Linked DNA regions of Sus scrofa: region 2 is linked to region 1. Evidence: chromatin contacts called from public Hi-C data. All regions are on one chromosome and are shown on one strand. Each heading gives the region's core, a stretch centred on a gene start, on an enhancer-like site or on the middle of the called end of the contact. The rest is flanking DNA. Distances are from core to core; before and after follow the strand shown. Region 1 overlaps LRRFIP1 (leucine-rich repeat flightless-interacting protein 1). Region 2 overlaps RAMP1 (receptor activity modifying protein 1).

What was found. A called contact is a pair of places that touch in the nucleus more often than the background predicts.
Region 2: a contact with region 1 is called in a Hi-C map of retroperitoneal adipose tissue, with 3 times the contacts expected there. The contact joins two enhancer-like sites. A contact is called at or near these places in 9 of 47 Hi-C or Micro-C datasets (alveolar macrophages, blood, embryonic fibroblasts and 5 more) and 1 of 2 datasets of contacts at active chromatin or transcription factors (alveolar macrophages).

What each region holds. Positions count from the first base shown.
Region 1 is chr15:137,321,237-137,327,852 of Sscrofa11.1, forward strand. The region is part of intron 1 of LRRFIP1 (leucine-rich repeat flightless-interacting protein 1); the gene reads left to right. Among named protein-coding and RNA genes, the nearest start is that of LRRFIP1, 41 kb to the left of the region's middle. Within about 2 kb of position 2,800, at least 5 of the 83 cell types and tissues checked have an H3K27ac peak or open chromatin away from gene starts, as enhancers often do. A contact at or near this core is called in retroperitoneal adipose tissue, where this site is marked.
Region 2 is chr15:137,526,408-137,533,023 of Sscrofa11.1, forward strand. The region is part of intron 2 of RAMP1 (receptor activity modifying protein 1); the gene reads left to right. Among named protein-coding and RNA genes, the nearest start is that of UBE2F, 38 kb to the right of the region's middle. Within about 2 kb of position 2,969, at least 23 of the 83 cell types and tissues checked have an H3K27ac peak or open chromatin away from gene starts, as enhancers often do. A contact at or near this core is called in retroperitoneal adipose tissue, where this site is marked.

The DNA of each region.
Region 1 (6,616 bases), core at 1,550-4,049:
ACCAGGTGCCAGGGAGCCGTGTTCCGGACCCAAGACCAGCCCCTCAGCCTCCCCTTCCTGTTGTTTGACCCTCAGACCCCCTGAGCCAGAGCGCCCACAGGGTCGGTCCCTCCCCCCCGCAGTGGTGAACTAGGCTCCCTCATGCCACGTGGTTGCCTGGATAGCCTCCTGGTCTGTGTGCTTGTAAGACTGACCCCACCTCAAGCCTGTCTTCATCTTGGTGTCCCAGGGACCCCAGCAAATGCAAACCTTGTGCCACGCTTCCCGTCTTACCATCCCTAACGACCCCCCGCCCCCGTGCCTTCCAGCATAAATGTTAACAGCTAGTCTCTCTCTCCTCGCTCATCGCCTGCCTCTCTCCCAGGGCATCTCCCACTGCCAAAGGCACGGTGCAGGGTCTCCCATCACATCCCATCCTTCTACACTCAGTCTGCCCTTCCTCCAGGAAGCCCTCCCTGACTTCCCTAGGCTGGGGTAGGAGCATTCACACTCCCCGTATATTAATCTCAGGGCACTTCCTGTGCGATTTGGTTTACAATAGTTTTTTTTTTTTTCTTTCTGAATCAATGAAGAAATTACCAACAAAGGTAAAAATTGCTGGCAAAAGGAAACGTTTGATTTATTATATTAAGTATCATACATGATTATTGTAGAAAATAATAAGGAAAATTCAGGCAATAAGAGAAAATAAAAATTAGGCCCTGTTCTTTTATCTATGGGTGTTTTTGAACATAGTCCCAATTGTATATTTGGAAATATTGCATTTTTATTCTCTTTTTTAAAGAAAGAAAGAAGGGGAATTCCTGTTGTGGCTCAGCAGGTTAAGCCTTGACTAGTATCCATGCAGACTCCCTGGTTTGATCCCTGGCCTCACTCAGTAGGTTAAGGATCTGGCATTGCTGTGGCTGTGGTGTAGGCCAGCAGCTGCAGCTCTGATTCAAACCCTAGCCCAGAAACTTCCATATGCTGTAGGTGTGGCCATACAAAGAATAAAAAAGAGTAAATAATTTTTTGTACTTCAAATGCTCTCCTTAAATTAGAATATTAGACTTTAAAAGTATAAACAGGCGTTCCCATCATGGCGCAGTGGAAACAAATCCGACTAGGAACCATGAGGTTGCAGGTTCGATCCCTAGCCTCACTCAGTGGATTAAGGATCCCATGTTGGTGTGGCTGTGGTGTAGGCCGGCAGCCATAGCTCTGATTGGACCCCTAGCCTGGGAAACTCCATGGGCCACCACTGTGGCCTGAAAAAGCAAAAAGAAAGAAAGAAGGAAAGAGAAAGAAAGAAAGAAGGAAGGAAGGAAGGAAAGAAAGAAAGAAGAAAAAGCAAAGTATATAAACATATTTGAGGATCCTACTAGGTTCCCCACTGCTTTACTGAAACCTGGTGTCAGTTACATTTACATCTGTGTTGCTGGAAACGAAGTGTCCTCCTCGCCACAAAACCCAGCGCTGTGGTTATCCTTAGCCTTTGTCAAGGTGAGAGCGAAAAACGGGTGCCTCTCGATTCCTCATTTTTTGAAGTTCTTTTTCAAACTGTCAAAACACATCCTGGGGTGCAAGTTTTGTTTCCTCGGTGATTTGTAGTTTACTTATGAACCCGTTTCAGAGCTACTGCAGGATCTCAGCTGGGATTAGGAGTTGAACGTCTTCTCATCGCCTGAAAGAAGCATGGTTAGCCAGGTACTGGATGGTCCTACAATAGCTTCTCCACTGGTCGGACCTATAAGACGTTGACGCCGTCATGGTGTGCTGAGCGGACGAATGAGAGCAGAGAGCTGGACTTATATTAAGTGGGACCAAAAAGATGTCCCCACCTCAGATAAACGCATGCATACTCCTCTCTTTAAAAATACCATGATCTTGGAGTTCCCTTTGTGGCTCAGTGGGGTAAGAACCTGACACAGTCTCTATGAGGACACAGGTTCGAACGCGGTCATCCCTCAGTGGGTTAAGGATCCGGTGTTGCTGTGAGCTGTGGTGTAGGTCTCAGATGCGGCTTAGATCCCGTGTGGCTGTGGCTGTGGTGTAGGCTGGGGGCTATAGCTCTGATTCGACCCCTAGCCTGGGAACCTCCATATGCCACAGGTGTGGCCCCAAAAAGAAAAGGAAAAAGATATCACCATCTCCTTAAACACCAGCTGGCTGTTCCATCACGTTGTCCCCTAGGAAACAGCTGCTGATGAACAGAAGCCTAGCGGGTCTCTTGAATTTCCACCCACGTGTGAGGGTGTCCACTGGACAAAGCCTCGAGCACCACCGCCTGGAGCAGCTTGAGTCAGCTTCTGGAGGGAGATCAAGAGAGTCTGGAAACATCTGAATATTAGACACCAAATCATTTAACAAAAACCAGCTGGGAGGAGTAGGTTTTCCTGTGTTCTTGGACATTTGACAAATGGTGGTAGATGGTTATAATTACAAAAGGGAAAAAATAACACATTATCTAAGGATGATTTGTCAGTTGCGTTTTTTTTCATGGAGAGGAAAAAGTCTGAAATGTCCCCAATAAAGCTATTTGCGGCTGTCCTAACACGGCTGGTGGAGCGGAAAGTGGTCCTGCTGAGACGGAGGTCGCTCTGTTCTAGGTGTGGCCGCTTTGCCCACGTGACCTTGGACAGGTCACTCGCCAAGACTGAAATAATGCGGGGTTCTCTTGTGGCGCAGCGGGTTAAGGATCCAGCGTTGTCACTACAGCGGCTCAGGTCACTGCTTTGGTGGGGGTTTGATCCCTGGCCCAGGATCTCACCACCTCGGGCACTGTGGGGTGGGGGGGCTGGACTAAGGACATCTTCTCGGAGCAGGGACCAGGCCAGATCATGTCTGGAGGCCCCTTCCAGCTGTGCTTCTAAGGAGATGGAGGCCGTCCGATGGAGGCTGGGATGGGGCAGGAAGGAGCCAGGACCCTGGGGGAGGGCAGCCCAGCTGAGCTCCTGGGGCTTGGCCAGTCCTGAACCTGTGTCAACTGGAGCACATCACTCAACCCCGGGCCGAGGTCTCCACAGTCGTGCGCAGGAATAACAATACCCACCTTTCAGGCTGTCGAGGCATCAACGAGACACACACGAAAAGGGCCACTGCAGCATCTGACCCAGGCTGCGGTGGTCAGAGGACCCTGTGATGAGGGTCCTGGGACCTTGTTCATGCGGCTCTGTGTGCCGGTGCTCACACCTGCTCCGCCGGCTGCAGGACCCTGGCAAGTGGCTCAGCCAGTCCCCGCCTTGGTTTCCTCGTCCTCAGTCGAGAGCGAGAGCTTTCTCCTGGTAGGGCTGTCGTGAGACATAGCAAAGTAAGGCATGTCTGGCATTTTGATAACATTGGGCACGTGGTGTCCCCTTGAGTGTCCAGCAGAGGTGTGAGCAGAGCACGGGGACGGGGGAGGGGGGCGGGCCTGTGGCTGTGGAGGGAGGCAGCCCCCAGTCCTGTCCGTCGAAGGTTCCCGTCCACCCCTCTTGTTTTCTCTGAAGAGATGTACAGTATCTTCAGGTCTTACACGGGAGAACCAGCCTATGGCATCTAAAAGGGGGCCCCGGGAGGAGTTCCCTGGTGGTCTAGTGGTTAGGATTCAGCACTCTCACTGCTGTGGGCTGGGTTCAGTCCCTGGTCTGAGACTGAGATCCCGTATCGAGCTGCTGTAAGCCGTGGCCAAATAAAAATAAAAATATAAAGGGTCCTGGGATTCTGAACTAAGGGAACCCCTTGCAGTTCGTGTGGCCGTTATGCTGGCACCAGCCTCCCGCCATGCAGGTGATGAGCAGGGAACTTGCATCACGGCAGGGTGCTGGCCGTGGACTGCGTGGCCATGTGCGCCGCACACGTACCCTGAGCTGCCGTGAAGGTGCAGGTCTGAGAGCCAGAGGCGTCTCACGTCAAGTCAGGCTCTGAGACACTTAGTCTCGAGGAAAACAAATGGTCCCACGAAAGCCAATTTGTTGCCCCGCAGAATAGAGTCTTTCTTGCTGTTGGACACTGACAGCAGACACTTTCCAGTCAGAAGGGGACCGTCCAGTGACCACATTCTTATGGAGTCTTTTGCATTCTCAGGGCAACCCCAGAGACATGCAGCAGGAAGAGCTGGGGGCAGGGGAGGGAGCCAGGGCAGGGGGGCCAGGGCCCTGCTGGGGCTTAGCAGCCGCAGCAGGCACCCACCGGCTTCTGGCTCCTTCTCCCGACTTCCGTGGTCCCCGTGGAGAAGCGGGCCAGGGACTGGGCCCCGGTCAGCGCCTGTTCTCTGTGTATCTGTGCAAAGCATGTGCGTGTTCCCCTTGTGAACAGCTCTCTGGGAAAGCTGGTTAGGTGATGGGAAGCTGGCAACAAATTTCTCGAGGCTTTTTCACAGTCACCAGGCTGAGAGTTTCTCCTCCTCCTTCTGCTCTCTGCATCTTTCCCTAAATGATGCGGATGGTACTATATCAGGTCCTCACAGTTTGTGGACGTCCACGGGAGCACATAGCAAGCATCTCAGTGTCAGGACACGTGGTCACAGGTGGACAGAGGAAGGGGCGGGCCCTTCATTTCTTATTTTGTTAGTGACTTTTTTTTTTTTTTTTTGGTTGCACCTGCAGCATACAAAAGTTCCTGGGTCAGGGCTCGAACCCATGCCACAGCAATGACGACAACAGATCCTTAACCTACGGCACCACAGGAAAACTCCATTCTTAATGAGTTTATTTTATTTTGTTTTATTTTGGGCCATGCCCGAGGCACGTGAAAGTTCCCAGGCCAGGGATCGAACCCGTGCCACAGCAATGACCCCAGCTGCTGCAGTGACAACACTGGATACTTAACCATTGTGCTGCAAGGGAACTCCCTGTCAGTGACTTTTTAAATTCAATAAAGGAGTTCCCATCATGGTGCAGTGGGAACAAATCTGACTAGGAACCATGAGGTTGCAGGTTCGAGCCCTGGCCTCACTCAATGGGTTAAGGATCTGGCATTGCCATGAGCTGTGGTGTAGGTTGCAGATGCGGCTTGGATCCCACGTTGCTGTGGCTGTGGCTCCGACTGGACCCCTAGCCCGGGAGCCTCCATATGCTGTGGGTGTGGCCGTAAAAAGACAAAAGACAAAACATAAATAAATAAATAAATTCAATAGAGAACATAGAGACTCTTACAGTATAGATGGAAAATCTAGTTCTTCAGCAAAGAGAGAATTTTGTGTTCAATGAAAATTTAATGTCTCAAAAATAAAAATTGAACAGAAATCAAAGATTTAAAAATTCTTAGGTATCCGTCAGGATCATATTGTTCAGACTGGAAGCAGAACATTTTCCGCACCCGCATAACACAAATTTTATCTTGCCTTTAAACAAAAGTATTGACCTAAATTTAAGTTCGTTTTATATGTAGTTTATTATTCTGGTTGTTCTAAGAGAATAACTACTTTATCATATGTTGAAATAAGACCTTACCAATACCTAAGAACAGATGATATATATTTTAAAATATTTCCCTTAGTCTGAAGCTCTAAACAAATCTTGTAATGTGATTCATCTTGTGTCTTCAAGGATTGCTGTGGATAAACCACGAAATACTGACTTTCAGTGTCTTTTTAATAGTTACAGTTTTTCACTTCATAGGGCATTAATGAAATTCCTTCCCTGTTGGTGGAATTGTTAGAGTTTATGGGCGGAGTAGACTGGAGATCCCTAGTAGCTAACCAGCAGGTGAGCCAGAAGGTTAAGGATCCAGCGTTGTCACTGCTGTGGTGCAGGTTCGATCCTTGGCCTGGGAACTTTCCAGTGCCCTGGGTGTGACCCAAAAAAAGAAATGATGAGACTTATCAATGCGTGTACATTGCCTCTGTGAGTCAGAAGAGTGGTGACGTTTCTACGTTAAATAAAACGCTGACATAGGTGAGCTTGTTGCCCAAGTTCCTCAGCTGAGGGCCGGGCCCTCTTGTATTACAAACGCTCCAGTTTTTATAAATGATCTCAGGGAACAGAAGAAAGCTGGAGATTTGGTGTCGGGTTTGAAATCACCACCAGGAGGCAGAACAGACTCTTCTGTCACTGGCCCGTGGGATGAAAAGGCCACCGTCTGGTGGCAGGACGCCAGGCGGCACCTAGGAGGGTGATGTCCAGGTGACCTCTGGGAGCTTGCACTTTGCCCACGGGGCAAGGGCAGGGAGCCCATGGGCTTCACAGGAGGGCCCTCCTCCTCCCCACGTCCCTGGAATCATCTTGTTTCCTCAGAAACAAGGCTGAGTTGTCTGTCTGCATTCCCTTCCCCGGGCAGGGTGTGGGGGTGTTTCCAGTTAATGTGGCCGCACGTGTCACACGCCTCATTACTTAGTTAATTACTTATTGTGCAGTTATGTGGCATCAGTCTTGCCCCGGAGGTCTGAGGGCCCGTGCTCACTGTCACAGCGGCAGCTGCGGGGTCTCTGTGCGCCCTCCACCCACGCGGTGGCTGTCGAATGGCGAGACCCTCCCCTCCGTGCCCCCCGGGGGTGGGGCCGGGCCGTGAGCACAGCTGTGTGTGGACTTCACTTTCTGTGGCATTCAGACAAAGGTGTAATATGACCCATAAAATGCGAAAATTCCTGTTTACTGTTTGCAGGATGGTCGGCAGTGTCCGTTAAGTGCGAGGTGACCCGGGGCATGAATTTGCCTGA
Region 2 (6,616 bases), core at 1,719-4,218, 210 kb after region 1:
AATGTAAGTTGTAAGGGTAGGGGGAGCTGCGTGGGCCTTCGCGCCCGGCTGCGACGGAGGGAGAAGGTGCAGGAGTCCAGAGGGAGCCCCGCTGGACTGGGGTGGGAGGCTGACTTCGAGGGGCCTGGCGGGGCGCAGGAAGAGGCCGTCCCAAGGGAAGGGGTGCTGGGAGGAGGAACCAGGGAGGCCATCTGGTGGCCTCGCCCTTCCTGCAAGGAGGCCTGGGACGTCCATTCCTCCCGGGAGGCAGCCCACACCCGAGGGGAGGCAAGGGGCGGAGGAGAGCCACCCCGGAGAGTTCCAGGCCCTGGGAACCTTCGCGAAGCAGGAATCGGGGTGCGGGGTGGGGCGTGACCGGACATCCCGCGGCCCGCCGCCCTCCAGGTGTGCGCGGGCGGGCCGGCCGGCCGGTGAGCCTCCCATCTCCTGCGTTACCTCCCTCGGAGGGTGGCCCAGCCTCCGGCACGGCCGCCTGGGACAGGGCTGCCCGCCAAGTGCCCCCAGGTCCTGGGAGCGGGGTCCCAGAGCTCCTTCCACTCCTGCAAAGGCCGGGGCAGAACCGCCTGTGCTGGAAGCGGAGGGTGGGAGGGGGGTGTCCCCCTGGTGGCCCTGGGACAGGCTTTACCCCGCCCCACTCGGGCAGAGGGCAGCGGGTGGCAGGAGGAAGGGCGGCGGGCGGGGGTCGGGCTCGGCGGGGCGGGCCCTGCGGGGTCCGGCCTCCCGGGGGGAGGGGCCCGCAGCCCGCTGGCCACGCCCCCAGCAAGGTGCGGCCTGCCGGGCAGCGGGGACAGCGGGCCCCCGACAAGCCCCTCTCAGCCTGCCTCCGCGCCCAGTTCTCCCTGCGGCTTGGGATTCAGAGCCGCGCACACAAGTCCCCTGCGTGAAAAGCCTCCTGCCGCCCCGACATGCAAGAAGGAGCGCCCCGTGGCTGCAAATGCAGTGACTCAGTGTCTGGTTTTCTGCAGGCGTTTTTCCTAAACCAGCTGTTTAAAAATATAATTATCCCCTTGTGGCTCAACCCGACATAGTGTCCAGTTCGATCCCTGGCCTCTCTCGGTGGGTTAAGGATCTGGCGTTGCTGCAAAATGTGGGGTAGGTTGCTGACGCAACTGGGGATCCCAAGTGGCTGTGGCTGTGGCTGGCATCCGCAGTTCCTCTTAGACCCCTAGCCTGGGAACTTCCATATGCTACAGGGGCGGACCTAAAAAGACAAAAAAAAAAAAAAAGAGAGAGAGAGAGAGAGAAGAAAAATGTACATAATTAGAGGAGTTCCTTGGTGGCTCAGCAAGTTAAGGATCCAGCATTGTCATTGCTGTGGCTCAGGTTCCATCCCTGGCCCAGGGATCTTCCGCCTGCCAGGCCCACAGCCAAATAAGTAAATTAAAAAAAAAAAAGTAATTAGACAAACAATGCATCTTTGTAGAAAACTTGGAAAGCCCCACAAAAAAGCAGAGATAAGAAAAGTCCTTCATATCACTGCCCCCTAGTGGTGATAACGCCTCCTTACACTCTGGGATCTCTCCCTCCTCCCACGTGGACCATTTTATGGGGGAGCCACATTGTATAACTTGGTCTCATCTGCTTCTTCTTTGGTTCAGCATTTTAACATAAATATTTTCCCACATTTTAAAATTTCTTCCTAAATATTGTTTTAGTAGCTACATAGCAGAGTCTCTCATAAGCAATTTTTTTCGTCACCACCCTGTTGTCTGCTCTTTTTTCCATAATTATACATCTACAATGGACATCTTCATTATTGTGTCTACGTTTCGTGTTATTAACTTAGGGTAATTCCCAGAAATAGAATGACTGGATCGAAGGGTATCCATGATTTTGAAGTTACTGGCACATAATTGCCAGATTGCCTTTCAGGAAATTTTTACCAATTTATCTTCTGTTAGTAATGATACGAGCACCTGTCGCATTTCACAATGCCTTGACTAGCACTGAGTGTTATTTGTAAAATGGATTATTTGGATGTTTGCTTCTTTTTTCCTTAAAAGTGAGGTTTTTCCAGATACTTATTAGTCATTTGTCTTTCAGAACTGTTCAGCCAAAAACATCATGAGGATCCGTCTTGACGTCTTGGACCGCCCCCCCCCAATCTATCTAACCCCACCGCATGTCAGTCTAGCGTTTTGGCAGGCTCCTCGGGCCAGCCTCAAATGGCCATCTTCCCCTTCCCCTGCTCTGGCTGCCAGGATGCCAGGTGATGCCACGTCCCTTCCTCCCAGCAGGTATTTAAAGCTGCTGGAAGCCACCAGGTTGTGAATTTTCCCAGTGAATGGAGGCAAATACTGGCCCAGAGAAAGGAAGCCAGAATAGTGGTTCTTGCTCAGCTCTTCCGAGGGCTTTGACACACATCACCTGGTCAACGTTTGAGTTTATAGAACAGGAAATGTACACTTGGAGTTCTCGTCATGGCTCAGTAGGTTAAGAACCCATCATGTGTCCGTGAGGATGAGGGTTCGATCCCTGGCCTTGCTCAATGGGTTAAGGATCCGGCGTGGCCATGAGCTGTGGTGTAGGCCAACAGCTGCAGCTCTGATTAGACCCCTAGCCCCGGAACCTCCATATGCCACGGGTGCGACCCTTAAAAATGAAAGAGATGTACGCTGAGGGGGCCACCCACCAGTTGTTGGGAAGAGGCGATGAGAAAACCACCACGAACTGGGCACCTGCTGTGGGTCAGGCCCTTGGTCTGCTAAGTGGGTACCCGTCTCTTCATTTGACTATAAGGAGACCAAGGCTTGGGTGGGTGAGATGAGACCCCTGGGATCGCTCAGGATAAGAGGCGGAGCTGGATGTGAACCCAGTCCTGGGGGCGCCAGGGTGCAGACTCCCATCCTCCACATCACCGCCAGTCAGGGCTGTGGGGGAACAACAGCAACCCTAGGTGTCCCCAGAGCAGACGACGCCCCTTGGGCGTCGGTGGGCACCTCCCTGGCAGTAAATAAACATCTGTGAACGGTGCCAGAGCCTTGACGTGGGACCCAGGCCTGGTGGAAACTCCCGGCATAGTGTTCCGGAACATTCCAAGCAGAGTTCACTCGGGGGCCAGAGGAGAAAGTCCCGGCCAAAAAGGATAATTACTCCCTTACAAGCGAAGTGAAATAGAGGGTTAGAGCGAAACTATTTCGTCCTGATTATCCTGCCCCTTCAGTCAGGACAGTGTTCTTTCGACAAAGAATGTCTGTACTCTGAGGGGAATGCGTTTATCGTGGCCTTGCTGACAGAGCTCACAATATTTATTGAAAGTTTCAGCTGTCACTTCTGTATAAATAAACAGAATGAAGTGGGCAGCTGACTGCACTTGGGAGATATTTTTAGGCGGGGATGGCTTTGCAGACTGGCAGGGCATTTCAAGGAGACCCTGGCTGGTCCCAGAATAGCCCACCACCGGCTCGGGATGGGCGTGGCCTCCCGTGGGGTCCCTGGTGTCACAGGTTCCTGGGGCAGGGGCTCCTTCCCACCCAGGCTGGCCAGCCCGGAGATGGCGCCACCTCCTTGTGGGACCGTCTCTGTTCCAGAACCTTCTCCAGCGAGCAAACTGGAGGGTTGCCGGTCTGTCACTGGGTCTGCAGAACACTGAAAACCACTCGTTGGTTTGGGGGGTCTGAGGTGGGGAAGAAGACAACCATGCCGCCCTAGAGCTGATCCACAGTCAGCTCAAGAGAGTTCCCTGGTGGTCTAAAGGTTAGGACCTGGCACCTTCTGCTGTGGCCTGGATTCAGCCCCTGGTCTGGGGAGTTCCCGTTGTGGCTCAGCATTAACGAACTCGACTAGCAGCCATGAGGATGCGGGTTGGATCCCTGGCCTCACTCAGTGGGTTAAGGATCCGGCGTTGCCGTGAGCTGTGGTGTAAGTCGCAGACGTGGCTCAGACCTGGCGTGGCTGTGGCTCCGATGAGACCCCCTAGCCTGAGAACCTTCATATGCCATGGGTGTGGCCCTAAAAAAAAAAGAAAAAAAAAAGGCCCTGGTCTGGGAACTGAGATCTCACATCAAGCTGTGTGAGGGGGAAAAAAAAAAAAAAATTTTTTTTTCCTTTGGCCAAAAAAAATTGCTAAAGAAAACCAACCAGCTCAAAAGGCTGGACTTGGGATTTTAACAGTCCCTGACACATATGTACTAACCTTGTGATAGGCCTTTGATAAACACTTATTCTTTTTTTTTTTTTTTTCCACAATGAGACCCCGTCTGTTCTGACTTCCTCTGGCTTTTCCACTTCTGCTTTCCACTTGCAACATGAGTCCTTGTTCACTTGGAAAACCACACACCCCTGGGGCATGGATCTTACCTACCCCCCCGCTGCCTCTGCCCACGCTCTCCCGCATGGCGTGCCAGTCTAGCCACTCACACAGACCAAGGGAGTCTGCAATGACCCAGTGGGCAGCCAGGGCAGGAAAAAACAAACAAACAAACAAAAAAGCAGTGACCCAGCAACTTAGAGACCATATGATGGGGGCTGGGGTCGAGGGATGCTTGGGTGCCGGAGAGCCCCAGCCTTTTCCTTACAGCCCTTCCAGGCCGCCCTGATTCTCTCATCAATGTTGACTTATGGCCTCTGCTCCATTTGCTCACTTCCTGGACAAAATTAAGGGAAAGTATATTCTCTATACCTTCACTGGTACTGTGTATGGAGCTCTTCCTCTCTTTGTGTGGGTCCAAAATTGCTTCTGTTCTATATATATCTATATATATATTTGTCTTTGTCTTTTTAGGGCTGCACCCACGGCACATGGAGGTTCCCAGGCTAGGGGTCAAATCGCAGCTACAACTGCCAGCCTACACCACAGCCACAGCAACGCAGGATCTGAGCCACATCTTTGACCTACACCACAGTTCATGGCAACGCCAGATCCTTAACCCACTGAGCAAGGCCAGGGATCAAACCCGCAACCTCATGGTTCCTAGTCAGATTCATTTCCACTGTGCCACAATGAGAACTCCTCATTTTTTCTTTTTTTGGTCTTGTTTGGGGGTGTCTAGCCTTCTGAGTTTTGGGATTTGACATCTCATTATTGTTGGAAAATTCTCAGCCATTATTCCTTAAATATTTCTTCTGCCCCACTCCTTCTCCTTCTTTTGGACTCAAATTACAAATTGGAGTTGGCATCATTAATAATGCTGTTAATTGACCTCAGCTCTTGTTTCTTCTTTTCCCTTTTTTTTTTTTAATGGTTAGTATCTACTGACCCATCTTCAGGTTCACTAATTCTTTCCTCAGACGTCGAGTCTGATGATGAGCCCATCAAAGACGGACTCCGATACTCACGGAGGTTCCTCCCCCCCCAAGTATCTCTTTGCCTTTCTTACAGTTTCTATCTCTCTGCTGAAAGCCTCTGCTTATGCATATTGTCTGCCTTCTCAACGAGACCCTTTATCATATTAACCTTTTTCAAATTCCCTATATGGCAGTGACCATATCTGGGGCATCTCTGAGTCTGATTCTGTTGATTGCTTTCTCTCTTGACCGTGGGTCTTCGTGTTTTATTGAATGCTGAATGTGCACGTGTAGAATAGAGGAGATTGAGGTAAACAGTATGTACATCTGGAGCTGGGTAAGCCTCTTCTCCAGGCTGTTAGTGTGGGGTGTAAGTCAGTCTTGGGAGGAGTTGGACTGGGATTGGGATTTGTCATTGCTGTGGTTTCCTCTGAGCACTGCAGGCTCCTCAGATACCTCAAGCACTGGGCTGCCTTTGCCCTGTACTCAGGGTGGGGCTAGAGAACTTTCCTCAGTGTCGTGTGTCCCACCTGCACACCTGTGCCACAGGGTGGGTCTCTCTCCATCTTCCTGCAGCAGGCTGCTGTTCCTTGGTTTTCTTTGCCAGGTTTGTACTGAAAGTAGAGGAAGCGGTTCCCTGTGTCCTGGTCCAGCCTCAGCTTAGAAAGACCCCTTGCCCTCAGCCTCAGCATTCCTGCTCCCCCTCCCTGTGGCAGCCAGTCTCTGCCCTATTTCTATGGGGTCTTGGGTGCGAGATTCCTGTCCCTCCCCAGTGACCGAAGAGGTTTGGTATCTTGCAGGATCCTAGGTCCATGAAAGTTTCCTGCTACCCTCTCAGGGGAACAGTCTTTTTCCAGCCATGGTGTGTCTTCTTGTGCCCTGGAGCTGACGGGCTGTGCCATCCCTTCCTCGGTCAAGGCTTCGCTTCCTGGAGAAAAGGGTCTGGGAAAGTGGGAAGGGCTTTGGGCCTGTTCATCATGATCCACTGCTCTTCCTCCAGGGTCCCGAGGCTGTCGCTGCTTTTGTGAGAAAGATTAGGGAAATGTGTGCAGCCACCAATGCCCCGACGGCCCCTAACCTTTCTCAGCACCAGAGCCTCATGGGAAAGAGCGGAGAATCACAGAACTGCCAGTGCATCTGGGGCCCCAGAAATTCCAGACTGACCTGCAGCCCACACCTGGCCCTGGGCAGTTCATCATTACGTAGCTGGCCTGGCAGCTGCACCTTGCTCCAGGCACTGCCCCAGGGGAGCCAGTCCCGGCCTTGCTCCTCCTTGAAATTCAAGTCCCTTTGCTGCCTTGCAGGCTCAGCTCTCTAACGGACTCAAGAAAACGTATGATTTTGTCGTTTCCTCAGCGTTTGTTGTTGTGCGTGTGGGAGCAGCACTCCA